Linked DNA regions of Mus musculus: region 2 is linked to region 1. Evidence: chromatin contacts called from public ChIA-PET data. All regions are on one chromosome and are shown on one strand. The core of a region is the stretch at or near the end of the contact, and the rest is flanking DNA. Distances in the headings are between cores, read along the strand shown.

Region 1 (3,886 bases), core at 476-2,975:
GGCCTGGCAAAAGTTGTCCACCAAGTTCCTTACCTTGGTCAGTGTTGGGGTTCCAGTCAGATTGAGCAGTGGGAAAAATCTCTATCTGGGCTGCACTATCCATCAGTGATTCCCATGCCTAACCTGAGAGTGGCTGTTTCAGTCTCAAGGCAGATTCTGCTCTATTCCTCTGCCATGACAAGGGTAGCTAACCATGAGCTGTTTAGAGCCACTCCAGGTTGGCTAGTGAGTGTTAAAGACAGTCTCAAAGAAGCTACTAAGAGCTTGAGGGTTTTCAGAGAATGGTGGGTTCCAATTATACACATCATTGGTCAAGAAGGAGACATAAGCCATGAAAGGGAAAGATCAGAACCTCTGGGTCTTGGGGCTGGCTAAGGAGGATGGGGCTCTGTCCCAGAGAAATGCTTCCAAGGGCTTACATAGCCAGAGCCACTCCATGTGTATGGAGGGTAGAGAGGGCCTGAGGTGGAAGAAAATAGATCGTCATGACCACAGCAGCCACTCCTCACCCCTTGTGTGTGCATATGTGCAGCACAGTGCAACTATTTTTCCTGTGCCCAGAATAGCCCAGACTAAACTGGGACATATGGGTGGGAAAATTCAGATTCCTCTAACGGGGTGGAGATAACAGACAGAGGTTTGGGTTTCTCTGAGCTACACCAAGAAGCTTCAGAACCCCATCAAGGGGCATAGATCTTAAACCAAGGGTGCATGTCTAGCATGAGAGAAATCCATTGTTTAATGTAGGGAAATTGGACGGGGTGGCCTGGGTCTCCAGTCTTCATATTCTAGATAGCCTAAAGCACCTGGGGTGAGGGTGGGGGGGTGTCCAGAGAGCTGTCACTGAGCTGTCCAACTCCAAAATATGGCCAATCTATTTCACCGAAGATCCAGAGTTTCCCTGGTGAGAGATGGAGACCATAGCCATACTCTTTAGCAAAAGCTTCCTTGCAGTACTTTCTACACACTTCAATAGTATCTTGGGACTGCTCTCCCCCTCCCCACCCTGGCACACATACCCATAACAGCTCCTCTTCTTTCAGCCAACAGAATTGACAAGAATATAACTAGAGACACAAACAAACAACAATAAAGACAACCGGGGTGGCCACCACACACACCAAGAAGACAGGGTTCCAGTGATGTCTCACATGGATCCCAGACACTGGAATTAGGGTTGCATCCAGCCTTTCCTAAGTGTCCTATGCAGAAGATGACTTAAACAGATTTACCTCCAGAGGGGACAGGTCCAGGCAACTTTTTGTAGTTTCTGTGTTCAGGTGGAGCCCATCAAGAGCCTCTAGGTCAATGGGAACAGAGGAAGGAAAAGTTCCTGGGGTCAGGATGTGTACCCCCAGGAACTATCCATTTACCATACTATTTGCCTACGGGATCCCAGCCCCCAGTAACCAGGGGTCTGAATCTCTGGAAATCTCCCTGGCACCTCCAGAATGTTTCCAGGTAATTCCCCCAGAGAACAAATGGACACTCTTAAAGCTGACTAGAAAGTCTGTGTTGTTGCCAGTCAGCAACTGCATGGGGAACTTGCCGAAAACATGCAGCCCTGAGCTCCACCATTCTTTGTACAAAAATCACATCCTGGTTGACACACTTTGATTAGCAAGAACAGTTATCAAAAAGCCGAAAAGCAAGGTTAGTACATTTCTGGACTTTTCTGGACTCTGGAACTATGGACAAGGTTTTGATAGATTAGGCTGATGGTTTTGGCAGGTAGGTGTTGAGGCTGAAGTGCCGAGTTCTAAGGTCAGAATGGTGCCTCTAACAAGGCATCAGGTGTGCCGACGTCTTGGGTCTGTTGCAGTAGAAAACATTTGGAGTCTGTGTGGTGGATAAGATGAATGATCGAGTAAGAAAAGCCAGAAGAGGGGGTGAGGTTCTGTCTGTATTTTTTTTTTCACAAAAAGAAAATGGAGCCCAGTGACTGCCTGAAAGATTGGTTAGTCAAGTGGACACAGATTCTGAGCCTTCTAATGAGGATGGTACCAATGATGAAGAAGGCTCAAAATCCCTATTGGCCAGCTGAGTTAACCTAGAGAGTGTAGTCTCCACTCATACTGGAGAGCAAGTACTTTCTATCAATTCTCAAAGTCATCCCCTCCCCCAGATACCTGGTGGCCAGACTTTGTGTTTGATCTTTTCCAATTAGCAACTGAACTGAATACCTGACATTCCCTCAGACAACTTTAATTTCTAACTATAATCTTGTTGCTTTTAGCTTTTGGACTTTGTATCTTAAACACATTGGTTGCCTTTACACACCATCACTTTCAGCATGCTCAGCTATTCACCATGGCAGTTATTCATCGATATGCATTAAAATGCATGTTCACATGTCCTTCATGGTTTTGGTCTGAATTGGAAAGAGTGTACTTTTGAAGGTTGGTAGTCAGGGACAGGTAAGAGTGTTCTTGAGTTCCAATAGACCTAAGACAGAGACAAACTTCAAAAAGTTATGTTTGTCCTCCACAATGGATAAGGAGCAATAAAGACACTGACCTAAGGCAGGCTTGGTTGCCTACCCACTCTTTACCCTATATGGGATTATGGAAAACAAGTAAATCTTGTGCCCCTATCCAGCTCATCTTTAAAAATAAAAAAGGGGGAATTGTGCCCTTCCCCCAGCCTTGAGAAGGCTAAATAGACCTTAAGTGTTTGCCAAAGTGGGCCCTGTCTGCCAACCTAGGTGGGCTCTTCCACCTTGCCACACCTGCAATTTCCTACAGGAGCAGACTGCCTGCTGAGCTTGCTTTGCAACATAATCCAGTAGAAACAAAGCAACATAATCCATCTGAAACAAAGAATGGATCTGTGGACTCTCCCTATATAAATACAGTGCTAAATATTAAACTTTGAGCCTTGATCAAAAAAAAAAAAAAAAAAAAAAAAAAAAAAAGAAAAGAAAAGAAAAGCCAGAAGATCCATAGAGAGGATCTCTGCTGTTGGAGTTTCCTTAGAGACTAAAGATCTTTCCTTAAAGATCCTCCTTGGTACCATGGAGGCCTCCAATGTCTGCTCTGTCCTCTGATCACGTGCCTGGGAAGTCTGTATTTAGCAGCGTAGGCTTCATCTCCTAATAGCAAGATGATTAACCAAGCTCCCAGGAGGATCTAAGACGCTGCCCAGCACAGAACCTGAGTATGCTCAAGTTCAAGAGCCTGGCAGGGCCTCCTTGTTTGTCAGAAGACTCCGCACACTCTCCCCCTTTCTCATTTCCCTTCCTTCTTTAGCTTGAGTCCCCTTCACTCCCAAAGTTCTTGAATGGTTGCAGAGCCAATCCATAGCATTGGTGACAAACTGCTGCACAAAGCCGAGGAACCCCAGCCTCCAGAGCATTGTTTACAGACACTAAGGTATTAGGATAGAGGAAGGTTGGTGGAACAGGAAGAGTGCATTAGAAGACGAGAATTCCTTCTACTTTTCAATAAGCATCACCATGGTCCTAGGAAAAATCGGATTGGAGACTCATCAGTCCTTCAGCTGATGAACAGTTTTGAGTTCCCACACTCTTAAATAGAAAATTCTTTTTTTTTTTTTTCCAGTAGGGTGCTTAAATCAGTTGAGCTTTCTGTTCCTGAGGTCCTCTGGAGAGACTGGAGACATGGCACAGGAAATGCGTCTATACTACATCCTCACAATTCCCAAAAGTAACACCCCTCTCTCTGCCAGGTGGAGAGTAAATTTGAGTGACATGTGAGACTTCCAGTGGTTACAGTGAGACCAAGACAAAGCACACATCCATAAACACATACACTGGGTCCTTATCTGTTTACGCCAGAAGCTCTCATAAATAGCATATGCTGACAGTCATGATGATTATAGTCGCCTCAGGAAACAGACTCGTGACTAAAACTAGGATTTATAGAGT
Region 2 (3,886 bases), core at 896-3,395, 230 kb before region 1:
ATGGAGGTTTGTGAGATAGGGTGAGGTTAGGAGAGAAACAGAATTTACCGGTCTAACAGGGTAGCCTCGGTTGGTTGTAAGTAGCTTAGCCCGAATGACAAGTTAGCACTGGGTTTCAGCTAGCTAGTTTTGCAAGCCTCGAATGAATGATGTATGCAATACTGACACAGTCGTATGATGACGTGCTTAAGGGGAAAGATGCAGTGTTCTGTTTGTGTCCTAGTTAGCTAGCGTGCTAAGTAAACAAGCAAAGCTAAAGTACTATATAGTCTTTTAATACTATTTTGGGGGCAATCTAATAGCAAGCCACAGTGCTCTCTGTGTAAAAGCTTTACGGAAGCTGCTTAGTTACGGAAGAAACAGAAAGGGTAAAACATTGCTTCCCAACTAGACATATCGACTTTCTTCGTTGTTCATTGTACATCTTTGTGAATATCAGCCACTGCTGTGATAAACAGCTGTATGTACCTCTAGGACACAGATAGGTCTTAGCTACAGGGTTAAACCTTATCTGCCTGGCTTTCTGGTAATGTTTACACTTTCAATTTTTTGAGTTAAAATTTAATTCTCCAAAAAGCTATTTGAAGTTAACTCTTGGCATTAATATGAACTTTGTACTGCCATCCCCATAGTGGTCTGTTCTCTCTCTCTCTCTCTCCTCTCTCTCTCCCTCCCCCCTCTCTCTCCATATATATATACATATATGTATATACATACATATATGTATATATATGTATATATATACACATACACACACTTTGTGCAGACAAACTTTAGTTTTGGTTTTGTTGAACGTCTTCAACTTTTCTAAGCACATTGTCAAAAAGCAGAAGCTCAAGCAACTTCAAAACAGCACTGAATTCCTCACTATAATCACTTGGAGTGCAGTGAGTACAGTTGTGGGCTTTGAGGTTTGCTAGTGCTTAAGCTCCAGCCAGTATAGAGAGCCTCCTCCCGGCTACAGTCTCCTGTCTGCCTTTGGTGTAAGACGTACAATTCTTAGCTCCTCCTCCAGCACCAAGTCTGCCCGCATGATGCCATGCTTCCCCACGCTGATAATGGACTGGACCTCTGCCAGTGTAAGCCAGCCCCACTTAAATGTTTGCCATTGTAAGAGCCTGTCTCCTTCACATTCAGGTTTTACCTCCACTGTTTTAGATGACGTAATCCTTGGCTTTCCTTTCGAGGGTGTCCTCTTCTAGGTATGCTTAAATTTTAGCCCCGCCACCAGCCTTGTTCTGTGTTAACTGTCAACACTAGCTATGGTCTTCTGCTTGTGTCATCTGCGACCTAGACCATAGCCAGAAATCAGAACAACCTCCCATCAACTGCCCACAGTGCCCTTCACAAACTACTGAACAGCACTGCCTTCCTCCACGGTCAGAGCTCATGGAAGATGAAGAGTTTGTCCACTTTGCTCTCTTATGTCCAGTTCACTTCTCAGACAAAAACAGTTGGCTTCTCGCCTGTTACCCCACACCAAGATGCTCTCTGAAAAGTCTTCGTGACTGTCTGCCAAATTCCGACTTCATAGAGTGTTCCGATCAGAAGCATCTTGTCTTTCTGAGAACGCTCCTTACCGTGGCTTCTGGGATACTCCTGTGCCTTGGTTGGGTTCCAGCCCTTCTTACTGCATCTTCTGTTTCCTCATTTACACGCTTTGCTATAGTTCTCTGTGGTTCTGACTTGATCACACTTTCACTCCATATTTTCTTTTATTTTTTATTTTAGATTTATTTATTTATTATATGTAAGTACACTGTAGCTGTTCTCAGATACTCCAGAAGAGGGCATCGGATTTCGTTATGGATGGTTGTGAGCCACCATGTGGCTGCTGGGATTTGAACTCAGGACCTTCGGAAGAGCAGTCAGCGCTCTTAACCACTGAGCCATCTCGCCAGCCCCGTAATTTCTTTGGATAAATCCCAACTTATCATTTTTTTATTTTAGTTTTGAGATGTTTTTAGAAGGTCAGTGGTAAACTCGTCTGTCAAATGTCATCATCTGTGGAGTCACAGCATCTCAGTCACTTCAGAGGATCCTTCAAAATGGGAGCATCCACTCTTGGGTAGGCTTTTGCTCAATAGCTGTCAGTGTATGAGAAATGTTGTAACTCTGCTGTAGAGACTATAGTGACTAAGACCTGTTAGTGGGTGTTGCTATTTCACTGGCTAGATTTCATCTCATTACCTTGCCTCCCTTTCCACATATTGCCTAAGAGTCTTTTAAAAGTTAAACAGATGCATGATTTCGCAACCATCTTTCTGGATGAAGTTTAGAGTCTCATTAGTGAACTGGCTTTTCAGCTGTTTCCTTGTTAAGTGCTTGCCTAGACTCATTGGATTGGCTTCTGTTTCCTGTAGTTTCGGGCATATATTATAGTTTAACTTTTTTGTTTAGTATTATTTTTCCCATTGGAACACAGAAAAAAAAATCACCAAAAGCAAAAAGAATATTTACAACAGGGGCTGGAGAGGTGGCTCAGTGGTCAAGAGTGCTTACTTCTCTTGCAGAACTCCTTGACTCATTCAGTTCCCAGTACTCACACGGTGGCTCACAACCACCTCTACCTCCAGTTCCAAGGGACCCAATGGCTTCTTCTGACAGGTGCAGGTTCCTGTGTGTCTATGGTGCACACACATTCACATAAATTAAGTAAATGAAAAAAATTAAATAAGAATACTCAGCATATTGGAAGGTTACAATCACAAAACCTCTTCATAGCCTCTATTTTCTGTCTTGGCATAGTATACGCTCTACCCTTGGGATATGCCCTGTTCTTAGATGGGCGTCAATTCTGGGAGTCCTCCTCAGAGAAGAAGAAGTAAGATTACTATATAGACCTCACCAAATATCAAAAGAACATAGAAATGCTGGGATATGTTTCTCAGTTAAACCATCATGACCCTGACTCTCAGTATAGAGAGGCTCTTCTCCTGAAGGGCAGAGCCTATGGCAAACATGGCCAACCCAGAGCACTAGGTGGGACTTGAGACAGAAGTCAGTACCATGGGCTGTATGTCCTCAAATTGGAGACATAGAAACTCAATGATTTCCTCCTGAATCTGTTAGAGCTTTACTTACCTCCTAGACCCTCTCTGTCCCCTCAACACTGTGACTGATTCTCAAGCTAGTGGTCCCTCCTAATCCTTTGCCCTACCACAGGCACTGCTAACTTGGCCGAGATTTCCACATCTGGGTCCTATTTTCTTATATTACAGCAGCCATATGCATCATTTAACATTTCCAGAATGTAAGTCAGAGAACAGGGGGAAGCTTCCAAGCTTATTGAGGAATACATCCATTCTCGCATCAGTTTTTATACACGGATGTGTGTGCATATCCATGCACAAATATTTGATGGGCATATAATAGCCACTTACCATTAGCCTCCTTTTAAAATTTGTCATTCTATTCCTTTTGGTTTGGAGGGGACACTACCTTCTATCATATTATCAGAAACCCTTTTGTTAACCTGTGTATTTTTCTACTACTCATCTTTGCAGATGTCTACCCATCTGTCCCTCCTCACCTGCTTCCGCTCAGGTGGGTCCATTCATGCACATACTCATCCATTTATCATCCACTCATTGACGATGTCCTGAACACAGCGCTGTGCTGTCACTGTTAGATACAGGGAACTCCAAGGCTTGGGTCATCATTTTCCTTTTCTTACATATACTACTTCCAAACTTCTGAGCAGTTCTGATCCGCAGGGGAAGGAGGTTTGAAAGATTCTTATATACAAAGACCTACCCAAGGCAGATGTGCCAGGAAGTGGTTCAGAACAACTTCTGTCACCCACTTTTATGATAGAAATAGAGTTCGCTTGGGTAAGTGTCCCCAAGAGCCTGCATTGCTGTAAAAAAAATACTGCCAACTGCAA

The links. ChIA-PET counts read pairs in DNA pulled down with a chosen protein or histone mark.
Region 2: an H3K27ac ChIA-PET map of liver shows a contact between it and region 1, with 6 times the contacts expected there. The contact joins two enhancer-like sites. A contact is called at or near these places in 4 of 484 Hi-C or Micro-C datasets (the N1E-115 cell line, bone marrow-derived macrophages, extraembryonic ectoderm and 1 more), 9 of 115 datasets of contacts at active chromatin or transcription factors (bone marrow-derived dendritic cells, embryonic basal ganglia, embryonic stem cells and 4 more) and 3 of 9 other capture datasets (adipose tissue, liver and pancreatic islet).

Annotation. Positions count from the first base shown.
Region 1 is chr2:52,372,705-52,376,590 of GRCm38.p6, reverse strand. No RefSeq gene overlaps it. Among named protein-coding and RNA genes, the nearest start is that of Gm13522, 3.9 kb to the left of the region's middle. Within about 2 kb of position 1,725, at least 2 of the 459 cell types and tissues checked have an H3K27ac peak or open chromatin away from gene starts, as enhancers often do. A contact at or near this core is called in hepatocytes and liver, where this site is marked.
Region 2 is chr2:52,600,745-52,604,630 of GRCm38.p6, reverse strand. The region is part of intron 2 of Cacnb4 (calcium channel, voltage-dependent, beta 4 subunit); the gene reads left to right. Among named protein-coding and RNA genes, the nearest start is that of Cacnb4, 74 kb to the left of the region's middle. Within about 2 kb of position 2,145, at least 33 of the 459 cell types and tissues checked have an H3K27ac peak or open chromatin away from gene starts, as enhancers often do. A contact at or near this core is called in hepatocytes and liver, where this site is marked.